Linked DNA regions of Mus musculus: region 2 is linked to region 1. The links are chromatin contacts, called in public promoter capture Hi-C maps. All regions are on one chromosome and are shown on one strand. The core of a region is the stretch at or near the end of the contact, and the rest is flanking DNA. Distances in the headings are between cores, read along the strand shown. Region 1 holds the start of C630028M04Rik (RIKEN cDNA C630028M04 gene). Region 2 holds the start of Olfr275 (olfactory receptor 275).

Evidence for each region. Promoter capture Hi-C pulls out the DNA fragments that hold promoters and counts their contacts.
Region 2: a promoter capture Hi-C map of hippocampal neurons shows a contact between it and region 1, with 2.7 times the contacts expected there. The contact joins the promoter of Olfr275 here to the promoter of C630028M04Rik in region 1. A contact is called at or near these places in 3 of 39 promoter capture datasets (embryonic stem cells, hippocampal neurons and liver).

Annotation. Positions count from the first base shown.
Region 1 is chr4:52,048,747-52,055,116 of GRCm38.p6, reverse strand. C630028M04Rik (RIKEN cDNA C630028M04 gene) reads left to right here and starts at 4,007. Exons shown (of 3, transcript NR_040668.1): 1 at 4,007-4,109.
Region 2 is chr4:52,822,206-52,828,423 of GRCm38.p6, reverse strand. Olfr275 (olfactory receptor 275) reads right to left here and starts at 3,025. Exons shown (of 1, transcript NM_146858.2): 1 at 2,066-3,025. The coding sequence starts at 3,025. The coding sequence ends at 2,066. It overlaps 4930552N02Rik (RIKEN cDNA 4930552N02 gene), which reads right to left. Exons shown (of 4, transcript NR_040661.1): 3 at 2,661-2,763; 4 at 155-1,047. It also overlaps the pseudogene Gm12482.

The DNA of each region.
Region 1 (6,370 bases), core at 2,758-5,257:
TAAACTAGAAATAAAAAAATAGAGCCTTGATTAGCACTGTCTAACTTCCCTGGTCTATATACATTAATTATGTTTTATTTTTAAATTTAAGTTAAGACAACTTAACATTTGGCTCGTAAAATTTTCAAATAATTATGAATAGTATCTCTTAAGTCGATGTTGAATTGGCTACAGCACCCAGTGCATAAAGGTTGATATCAGACTAATAGATTCATGATAAATATCAGAATTATTGAAGTGCTTGCTCATTCCTTGGACACTGTGCACTGACCTTTATATAGACATTATAGTAAATCCACACAGAAGGTATTCATTATTCTCTCCATCTGAGGACCTGTGATTTAAGAATCATGAAGTAATGGATCACAGAGAATATGATGAATTATATGTAAAAGAATAGACTTGAATCCATTATCAAGGACCAATTTTTACATTTTATTTTAAAAAAATAAAATGTCACATGCTAGGTAGGAATATTAAAATAATATTAATAAATAAAATTAATAATAAAGCAAAATTAGTAGTATAAATAATAAAGTAATCAATGTGAGAAGGAGAAGCCCATTTATTAAAAAACAGGACAGAATGAAAAAAATGAGAATGAAAAAGAAAGAAGAAGAAGATGAAGAAGAAAAGGAGGAGGAGGAAGAGGAAGAAGCAGAAGCAGAAGCAGGTACAGAGAAGGAAGGAAGATAAGAAGAGAGGTAGAAGAAGACAGGTAGAAAAGAGAAAAAGAGAAAGTAGAATCCTAAAATTAACAGAACAAAGAATTTTTTTAGTCTAGCCAGTCTAGCCAGTGAAGACTATTTTTTTGAAAGCATACTATTAGAGGTCTTCTCAGTTTTTGAGGATGGTTATCGTAGTATTGGGCCCAGTGACATTTTGGTAACTGTCACATACCTGACCCCCACCCCCAAAATGGAGGAGGAATTTATTTTGGCTCATAGCTTAAGAGGTACAGTCTATATTGGCAAAAGAATCGTGGTGAAAACCATGGTAACCAGAGTGAATGGCTGGCACGTCTCAGTAGCCCAGGTCAGAACCTGAAAGGAAACAGCATTTGTTGTTAACAGACTTTCGTTCCAGCCTTTGACCAGTTAGACCCTGTGCTCAATCAAGCCTCTCCACAGCTTTTTAAACATTGCCACCAGCTGATGACCAAGTGTTCCACTCATGTGTGTGTGAGAGCCATTGCATATCCAAAGAATAACATCCATTCACCTCTGACAGGGAAAGGCGAGACAACAAAGGAACTAAAGACTTCAAGACATTGAGCTGATTGGCTGTTTTGGATAGCAAGTGTTTGTGGATGTGAGTAGGTATTTGTTTCTGCATTTTACTTGTAGGAGAGATACTTACTGAAGTGACGTGCTCTGACCTTGGCCTCCTTTGTCTCCTGTCCTAGCTGAAGAGTCATGAGCTCCATGCAGGATTAAGGAAAATCCTTTCCCCAAGCTCTCTCCTTCACTTCTTTTTACATTAAAGAGACCCTCAGGCCTGTGGAGCCTTGCTGGTGAGAATTCCTAGATTTGTGTCAGGGGGTGATGTTAGCAATAGCATGAACCATAATTTTTAACTTGATACCTGCACACCAAATCCCACTACACAATTTCTTTTTGAGAGAGAGCCTGGATGTCAAGCATGTTTAATGTGATCAGCTCATGCAGGTTAGAGAGAAATTAGAGTTGTTAGCAAGGGACTGAGAGCTATAAGTCTTCATTAGTGACTCGCACCTACCTTGGGGTTACAACAATCTGTTATAAAACCCTGTGAGTTAAAGCCAGCTTTATCATCCTCTTCTGTGCTGAGGAGGTGATAGAAGCTGGGAGAAGCTAAATAACTTTTACAAGGTCACATAGTAAGTAAAGTGTTAAAGTGGTTAGATAGTTGTGTTCTTAAACTTGAAGCCACTTTGCTTAGCCATACTCTCCTGGTTACTAAAACCAGAATGGCTGAGTACCATGATTGTGAAAGGAAATAAAACTTGAGACCTGTGATTCATGTAATGTATGTCAAATAGCCCAAAGAGTTGTTTGTGAGCTTTGAAACCTGGGGCTGAGAACATAGCAGAACAGACCAGGACATGCCCGGACAGGCCCATCGCCTCCCTATCTCCCACCCCTCTGACCTAAGTTAAATGTTAACAGGCTGCTGATGTTTAAATGGACCAATCATGTGAAACTGCGCCAATTCCTCCCCCAGCCCCACTCCTTTTCTATAAAAACCCCTAGCTTCCAAGCCTCGTGGTTGAATCCACTGTCTCCTGTGTGAGATATGTTTCGACCCGGAGCTCCGCCATTAAAATACCTTGTGTTGTTACATCAAGGTGTTGTGTTCTAGTCGTGATTCTTGGGTGCACGCTGAATCGGGAGTTGAGGGGGGGGATTCCCCACTAGGTTCTTTCAATTGCTTCAGAATATCCCATGATATTTTGAACTAAATTATTATATATTTTTTCCAGTATAGCTTTATTACAAATATAGCAGAGCATAAAAGCATTTGAACTTAGGTCAAATCTGTAAGCTTTGATATGATTTGATGAAACTGTATACTTATTAATTCAAGAAACACAATAGGATTGAGACCAGAACTCAGCATATTGGGGAGAGATTTTCAATAATAACAGTAAGACATAGCTTGTAAGATAGATAAAATTACATAATGTACATAACAGAAGATGTTTGCCAGCTTGTTTTACAGATGTGCAGAGAGGATCAGAGGATGGATCCTATGTGCTGAGAAGTCTATGAAGGAAGAACTAGAGTTCCAGAAATTACGTAAGTAAGTCCCAAAGAGCTACAGGGGTGGAGGATTAGCATTGTTCTGTATCGTCTATGCCATATAAAGCTATATAATTTTAATTTGTAAGCAGTGAAGATGCATTTCAGTAGAGTGACATAAATTTATTTTTCAAAGGAATGTCAAGGTCTTCATTGAATTTTGGATAATAATGAGTCATAGCTTACATTTAAACACACGATTTCATACCGTTCTCTAGTGTTGATTTCAAGTATTATACTACTGCTGTGGAAGGCCTTCTACATTTTTCCACACCAATTAATTTTGAAGAATATTAAATAATAGACACACTGCAGATGGGCCAGTAGAATAGAGGCATATTAGAAAAAAGTACTCAATGTATTAAATAGTTTTGCAAAATTTCCAGGAAGGCATAGTGTTGGCTCCTGAATAGCACTAGTAATTGACATATATAGGGCAAACATTTGAATAACTCTTTAAGATGAAAAGGACTTATTGATCAGATAGAAATAGGATGTGAAAATATGGGGGGGGGGGTTAACATTAAAGAGTTTCTCTAAAACTGGAAAAGTTTCAAAAGATGGTGGTAGCCAAAACATCTTCTCTGATTTTAAAATCTGTGACAAAGGAATGAGTGAACGATAAAATCATTTTTCTTGTTATTTTTTGGCCTCTTAGACACCTCTTTGTTTTATTGTGTATACATGTCTCTGCATAAAATACTTTAAATTAGTTTTCTGTTCATACCTTAAATACTTAACTTTATTAATGTTAATAATCTGAAGTTGAATGATCAAATTCCATGTTTATGCCCCCTCAAATTGAACAGCCAATAGATTCAATATGTAATTAACTTAATGGATTTACCTATTAAACTAGCCCACCACTAGTGAATGAACAAAGGAAAGATCAATTATTTAGTGCTGTGAAGGTTTCCCCTATAATAATGTAAGATCAACTGGATATTAGCGTAGGTTTTTCTGGAAATGAATATACAACTAGAAATGTAAATAAATATAATGTATTAACTGTCTGTAGACAAAATTCAAGAGATGTTTGTATTATATTTTTGGTTAGATTGTCTTTTCTGTGATCTGCTGCCCACACTGTCTTCCTCCAAGTCAAGGCATGTACACACTTGCAGTTTCGGATCGTGAACAGATTGCTGAGGAGGGCTGATGGAAGTTGTGTGGCAACTCTGCTAATCAGCAGAGCCTTTGGATGCATTTTATTCCATAATTAAGTCAGATCCAGCGTGTTCTGTGCCTGATGGAAGGAACAGTGGTTTAAGAAGCAGAGTACTCACGCTAAAATAACAGCTCTATTGCTAATTAAAGAATTCTGTCAAGGTAAATGCTATATGAATCTTAATTACCTCATGTATAAATTATAAATAATGATGCCTGCCTTATCAACTATAGAGGGGTTTTATATGTCAATGCCATTATATACGAAAGCAGGTGGGGTTTTTATAGCCAGTATGAAACTACTACAACCTAAACGGTAAATTATAAGCTCAGTATATCACTCCTGTTGAGAAGAGTAATAGCAACTGTCTCCTCATTTCCCCTCCCATTTATCTTTTTCTAGTTTTGCTGTCTTTGACTGTGTATAATTTCAAATTAAACTTGCAGGGAATGTGAGAATTAATTTTGTTTGTCAGTTGGAGTGAGTGATACTGTGGAGGCTGGTAAAATGTACATCTGGGTGTATCCATAAGCCCATTTCCAGATGTCTGGGTGTGTCTATAAGCCCATTTCCAGAGCGTCTAAAAGAGAACACTCTGTCCTGAAAGTTGGCAATGCCATCCAAAGAGCTGGAGATCAGAAAAAACTAAAAAGAACTGGGGAAGAGGCCATTAGTATAGGTACTCTTTCTGCTTCCTGTCTACATATAAGTGAGCTGATTTATATCTCTGACTTCTGCATCCCAGCATGATATTCAGTCACACTATGGCCCCAAAACAATGGAGCCAGTCAACTGTAGAGTGTGGAGTGAAATCTCTAAAAGCAAAATAAATCAACTAGATACCCAAACTTCTAGAACCCAAATAAATCACTTTTCTCTTGTATTTATATTTTTCAAAATTTACCATAGAAATATTCTACATAAACATATAGAGAGAAATGTAAGCCAAATGTCTTACATTTGTCTGGTGACATGGTCAGACTGAATATATCAATCAAATACCTTATATTTTATGAAAAAAATTAACTGGGGCTGCTTTTCCATGTTGTTTAACAGTTGAGGTTTTAGCAAACAAACAGAATTTTACATGCATTGTTAACTGGCAACCAAGTTTAAATTAAAAATAAATAAAGATAATGATGAGGATAATGTTGCTATCAAACTATTGAGTGCCTTTAGATCACATGTTAAGTGTTTTAATTTATTAATTAATTTTTCTTCAAACAAGGTTAAAGATTAAAACGATCTACTTTGCCTAATCTATGTGAATGAGCAAAGTTTCTCTTGGGGGTTGGATAGAGCTCCATGAATAGCTTTCAGAAAGGGAATGTCAGCAGATGTAATGTAAACAAGTTTGAAAAGTTCTGTGTATTTGTGTGTTTTCCCTCACTGAGGAATAACCAATACAGTCTAGCTAGAGAGGTGCTGGCAGACACTTGGAAGAGAGATGCTGAACAGTCAAAAGATGATTCTCATCTGATCAATCACTCTCAGAGGACACAGAAATGCTAATATTTCCTACATTGAAAAGCATTGAGATATTTATTGTACTTTCATCAGACATTAATAGTTGATTATTGACTAATAAATGAGGCAATATCATATCCCCATTTAATGACTACAAAATTGGCACAAAGGGGAATTAAATAACTTTATACAAAGTCATACCTACAATTATACAGACTGGGATTTGAGCCTATTTAATTGAGCTCCAGTACCTGGGAGGACTGGGAAGTCGTTCACAACACGTGAACTACACTCCCCTTACTGTGTTTATTCCAAAATCAGAAATCATAACAAAAATGCTTGCAAGATAAATTAATACTGCTTTTCAAAATCACACTGATAAAAGCTTCTCAAGAGGTTCTTGGCAAATAGAAGCCAAAATTGTAGGATTAGAAAAAAAGTGAAAAAGTAGCCGTGCCTTAGTGTGTATTTAGTAGGTAATTAATTATGCATAATTATAAAAATTACATTACAACATATTTTTATTGGATATTTAATATATTTACATTTCAAATTCCCTTTGCCAGTTTACCCTCCAGAACTCCCCTGTCCCTGCTTCTATGAGGATGATTCTCTCTCCACCTACCCACTCCTACCTCACCTCCCTGATATTCCCATACACTCGGGAGTAGAGCCTTCACAGGACCAAGGGCTTCTCCTCCTATTGATGCCAGACAATGACATCCTCTGTTACATATGCAGCTGGAGCCATGAGTCACTCCATGTGTAGTCTTTGGTTGGTTTAGTCTCTAGGAGCTCTGGGGAGTCTGGTTGGTTGATATTGTTTTTCCTATGGGGTCGCAAACCCCTTCAGCTCTTTCAGTCCTTTCTCTAACTCCTCCATTGGGGATCCCATGTTCAAACCAGAGGTTGCCTGCAAGCATCTGCCTCTGCATTTTTCAGGCTCTGACAGAGC
Region 2 (6,218 bases), core at 1,776-4,275, 770 kb before region 1:
CAGAGAAGCAGACATGAACTGTGGTGTGATTCAGTCAGGCACATTCCAATGAACTGTTTCCTCTCTAAATACAGTAAGGGCTGCAGCAGAGGTGGGGGCTACTCCCAATAGAACAAGTAACAGTGATGAAGTAATTAAAGCGCGATCCAAGATTGCATACACAGGTTTATCTGTGGGGTACACAAAACATCTAGACTATAAAAAAAGCTTACTCCCCAAACTCTTAAATTAGAGGACCTTGTTTAGGCTACTGACCCAACCAGAGCAACTGAGGCCACGTTACTGGGTTTTGCCTCTGAGCAGCTTCATAAGCTATTCCAGAGGACATTTCTCATTCAGATATGTCCTCTACAAACTGTGGACTCTTAGCCCAAACCAATATTATATTGTGGTCACTGTTTACAATGAGCTATTTAAGTAGAGATGAAATAAAAATAACCGTCCCTCCCTTTGGAGAATTTTGAGTTGACAGACTGTAGTATCAGATGGCCGAGAGTGAGAACTTCTCTCGTACATGCTGAGGGCATTTGAATTAAGATCACCAGAAGGATTCTACCCCCACTGAATCCTTACATGCTTCTTATAAACTTCTTCCCTAAATCCATGCACCAGTGACTGACTTATTTTTTGTGAGTCCTGTCTTGCTCAGGTATGGGTCTCACATAGTAACTTCTTTCCTTCATTTTTCCCTTCCCTTTTCCCTTCCTCATTCTACCTCCCGCCTCTGTTTCTCTGTCTCTTTCTCTCTCCCCCTCATTACTTTCTTCTTCTTTTTCTTTATTCAGATCCTCTGTGTTTTGGGTGAGGATCTCAGTGTGTGATCACAGCTGGCTCTATAATCCTTCTGTCTAAGCCTCCACAAGGTTGGGATTACAAGAGTTCACACCAGTGCTGGGGTGATGCTTATGTGTGATCATCTCTCCTTTCTTAAACATAAGGTCCACATGAAGCTTGTCTGCAGTAGCACGAGATACACTTTCACAGGATGAAGCCATCATTTACATAATTTCAAGGAAGTAACATACATGTCAGCTTTGTGTTCAGATTCTAGGAGGATTTAATAGAAAAGGAAAAGACATTAGTTTGTATCATGGTGACATCTTAGTCTGCAGTTTTGTTCAATCATATTGAACACATTTATGAATGTTTTAGTCCATATATTTTAAAGACAGATACAATATCTCTTTTAAACTACACTCAACATAGAGTAGGGGTCTTTCTTTATCAGTCCTACATGGTCAGTTAAGCAACATGTTTTTAAAATGTCTTTTCAACAGTGCTGAGGGGTTAAAGCTAAATCCTTGTACATGCTGTATCGAGCTACAATTCCAGACCGGTTGTTTAATGTGTTAATAATTTGGGTGGGTAATTGATGAATTTATTAAGACACTGAAGTATAATATGAAATCATTTCATCTTAGACCCATAATTCCGGATCTCCCATTTTTATATTTCTATTGAAGCACATAAATAAAAATATAATTTTGCAATCCTTATCATGATATTCTTGTTATGTTATAGATATTTATCCTTCTTCAACATATGCAACCTAAATAAGTTGTCATTCAAAGTTGGTCTTTCCAAATCTGAAAAAAATAAATTTAACATTTTAATGTTCAGAAACTAGAAGAGTACCAGATAGTGATGGTCATATGTACATGCTAACTTAAAATATCTTTCTTTTTAAATGCAGAGATATTTGCAAATCACTGAGAAAATGTCACTTCAGAATTTTCTAACAATTCTGCATCCTTATTATATTACTTATTTTCATGGTTATGTCACTGCTAGACAGTGAGATCATTTAGTAGGTCAAATAGAAAAATAGGTAGCTACATCATTTTAAGTTTATACTAATATGCAATAAGTACTAACTACCTTCTTGACAACATATTTCTATATAAATGATTCATTGATATAAAACATTTTACAAGGCAAATCAGGATATATGACATAATGGTAGTTGTGATTAAAATTAGTGTTTTCTGGGAAATTGGCTTGTATTATTATGCAGTTCTCTCAACAATTTGAAGATTTATCTAGATGAGTATGCCTTATTTCAATATTATTTGAGGACAGAAGTTAAGATAGCACTGAAGGGGTTTTTCATCAACAATTTTTTCACAGCCATTTTTACTTCTTTGTTCCGTAGACTGTAGATAATAGGATTTAGCATTGGTGTTAGTCCAGTATATATTAATGCCATAAATTTATCAATTTCCTGTGAGTTTACAGATGAGGGCTTCAGGTACATGGAGAGAGCTGTCCCATAGAACAGAACCACCACAGTCAAGTGGGCTGCACATGTTGAAAAGGCTTTGCTTCGGCCATCCATTGAGCTGATCCTCAAGATGTTGGAGAGGATAGATGCATAGGAGACACAAATGAGCAACATTGGCAATGGGAGAAGAAGAATGCTGATCACCAGCATAATTAACTGTACCATGGAAGTGTCTCCACAGGCCAATTTTAAGAGAGCCAGAATTTCACAGGTGAAATGATTGATGATGCTGTTACCACAGAGAGACAGATGAATCACAGGTCCAGTTTCCACCAAGGCAGTGAGGCAGCCTGTAACCCAGGAGCTGCCTGCAATCTGTACACAGACCCTCCTGTTCATAATAATGGGATATCTCAGTGGGTTACAGATGGCCACATACCTGTCATAGGCCATCATAGAGAGGAGCACACATTCAGTGGAGCCCATGGCAAGAGAGAAGTACATCTGCGAGGCACATCCCGAGAAGGAAATGGTGTTTTTCCCTGAAACAAAGTTTGCCAGCATAGGAGTGAGAGCAGAAGAGGTATACCAGATGTCCAGAAATGAGAGGTTGCTGAGGAAAAAGTACATGGGAGTGTGCAGATGAGAATCAAGGATAGTGATGGAGATCAGAATAGTATTTCCCAGCAAGGTGATCAGATACATCAGCAGACACAGCACAAATACGGTGACTTCAATTCTGGGGTAGTGCGAAAATCCCAGAAAAACAAACACTGTGACAGAGGTCCAATTTCCCTGAACCATTTTATGGTAGTATATTCATATGTATGTCCTAATTACAGAGCAGAAATATATAAAGCAACCAATCCTGCTTTAAATTTTCTCACAGTTTTTCCTTCATATGAACTTTGGCTTTGTATTTAAGTGCCTCTCTAAATTGAGAGTATTATTGTAGAAGTGCACGTTTGAACAATTGGTTATTAATATAACTTAGCCACGAAGTCACCAGTAAATGGTGAACTTGCTGCTTTTGCAGCAAGACCTTTCCTCCTGTTAAGATGGAGCGAGAGAAGAATTCATTAAGTAAACATGGTAAGAGAATAACAAAAGAAGCAATCGTTTGCTCCCCCCTTATTGCAAAACTACATTTGTAGATCAGCTACAAATGTGTTTTTACCTTTAAGTTACTAAGATGATTTTCTTCTCTTAGCTTGGTAATATTCTTCATGAAGGAAAATCTCTAGCTCCCAAGTTCACAGTTTCTTTTGCCAGTCCTAGAGAGATGCTCACAATGGTTTGGAGAGTCGATACGTAAAATAATGTACAGATTTCTGAAGATATAAAAGAAACTAATTGAAGACCTTGAACTTTGGGAAACAAATCGGAGTTTCCCTTTGAACATAAGAAAGTGATGATGGATATTCTCATGGTGAAAAATACCTAATGTCTGCATTTTTCATGTCTGTAGTTGCCTTAGCGACTGAGCTACAGAAACATTCTCCAAAGGACCAGCCTCTGCCTCCGGAAGACAATTTAGTCTATTTGTTGCTTTTGAAAAATTTCCCATATTGCAGCAAATTAAAGTTGCAAATCTGTCAGAACAGCATTACAAACACTGAAACTCCAGGGATGATGTCCCATAGATCCAATTATCACCAGTAGTTTGCTTAGTCTAATTGTGCTGTTATTCAAACAAGAAATAAGCATGTTCCTATTGTCACTGCTTTGAGGAGGAGGAACTTTACTCTTTTTCAAATATGCTATGAAGTAAGTTAGGCTTGCTGCATTGATGTAAAAGAAAAAGATAGTGTCATCTTTCTCTTTCAACTAGGAGAGTTTCATAGTATGCATGAGACAAGCTGTGCTAGATATGGAAGCATCAAGATGGGTGAACAAGAGCCTGGGTAACTGCTCTTCCTGATGATGGCTTAATGAGAAGACTTACAGGCAATCTTTATGGAAAATGAAATTGCACCTGATGAAGGAATGCATTTCATATGGGGAAGTTAGCTGATGCATATAAAAGCATCTTGACGTTAGAATGCTAATGGCTGGCTTTATCCCGCTGAGCTGTATCACACCAGTTTACAACTAGCCTGCTTTTGAGAGATGCTCTGAAGTTTGACACTGTATGGTGGTATGGGGGAAATACATGGACAAATGTTTGCTGTGAAATTGTAGCTGAATAACACTATTCTCATTTAATAGATTATAGCCATGGCCATTATATAATCTACTTCACTTATCAAATGCCTCTTCATTTTCAGATAAAGATAGTTATGTATTTGACCTATTGCCTAAAATTAAGCCATTACAATCCAAACCCTATATTTACTAACTTGTATTTGCAATCAACATGTACCCTTTGGGTCTACTGTTTATTCACTCTTATCCATGGGCCTGGGATCATGTGTATAATTAATACTTTTTAACTTTAGGATTGCATTGTTCACAAAAAGGGCTAAACACTTTCCACTTCCACATGTCATTTCTGTTTTCTGGACAAATTGGAGAGTCTTGCGGACTTCAGTTGAGTTGTAAAAGGGAAGTGTCAGTATTTATTAGGGTCATTGTGAGGAAAGAGATATTCTGTAAAGGAACTGACACAGTACCCAATGTGCTAGGTACTTGAATATTAGAATTTTCTCTAGTCAGAAAACTAGAAGTAATCCTAGATCCCTTATCCTCTTTGGAATATGGTTTATTAATTCTTTGAGAATCTCTTACAATGTATTTTTTCACTTTTTCTTTGTTTTGTCTCCCCCTCAAACTCCCCCCTACAGATTTTCCCTACAACTATAACTACCCAACTTCATTTTCTCATTTTCTCTCTTTCTAAAATAAATAAATAAATAAATAAATAAAATAACCAAAACCCAAAAACCAAAAAAAACAAAAACAAAAACAGAAACACTCCAAACCCCCCACAACAGCAACAAAATACACAAATGAAACAAAAAATCAAAATAGAGAAACAGAAAATCAATGAGACAAAACCACCATAATGAAATAAAAACACACTCACACAAAACCCTCTGTGGACTTTATTTTGTGTTGTCCAACTACTCCTAGGTGTGAGGCCTGTCCTAGAGTTGGTTGGTATACCCAATGACACTCCATTGAAGAAACCATTTTTAGTTTGCTAGTGGGTATCACTTACAAATGGCTTCTTAGGGATGATAGCCTATTTCCACTTCTCCTCCGTGCTGAGACCCTATCTGGCTTGAAGCTGTGTAGGTTTTATGTGTGCTGCACAGTCTCTGTAAATTCATGTGCATGCCAATGCTGCTGTGTCTGGAAAACACTGTTCCTTGGATGTATCTACCATTTCTGGCCCCTAGAATCTTTCCATCTCCTCTTCCACACAGATTGCTAAGCCTTGAGGTGTGTGTGTGGGGGGGGGGGTAGGGGGGGGAACGACTTGATAAAGACATTCTATTTAGATCACTTAGAACTCAGTATTCTAATGTCTCTCACTTCATGTTTCTCAGTTATAGGTTTCTGTGCTAATTCTCATCTACTTTAGCAGTGCCAGATACAGTTTCCATCTGATGGCATTTGATCTAAATTGAACTTAAAAGTGGTTGGTTAGCCTCATACCATTTGTGCCACTATTGTACTGGTATACAGGCTGCAGTTTTAGTTTACAAGGTTTGTAGCTGGGTAATATTAATAATCTTTCTCCTCTGGTAACATGAAGGGTACCTTCCATCACGATGGATACTTGTTGGTAAGGGTGAAATGTCTAGTTTGGGTACCAGCTTGATTTCTCTGTGCTTGATAACCCAATTAAATGTTGCCTTCAGCAATAGGTCCTTACTATTGGGTTGTGGAGATCAGACAATAGCCTTGCAATGGCCTCATGCAACCTATCTTATTCATATTGGTCCCGACTGCTCCTCCTTAATTCCTCCCTGATCCATCCATGCTTCCTCATCTCGCAACATCATTTTTTTTTAATCCATCCAACAAGAAGCCACAACTTTATTAGTGATAG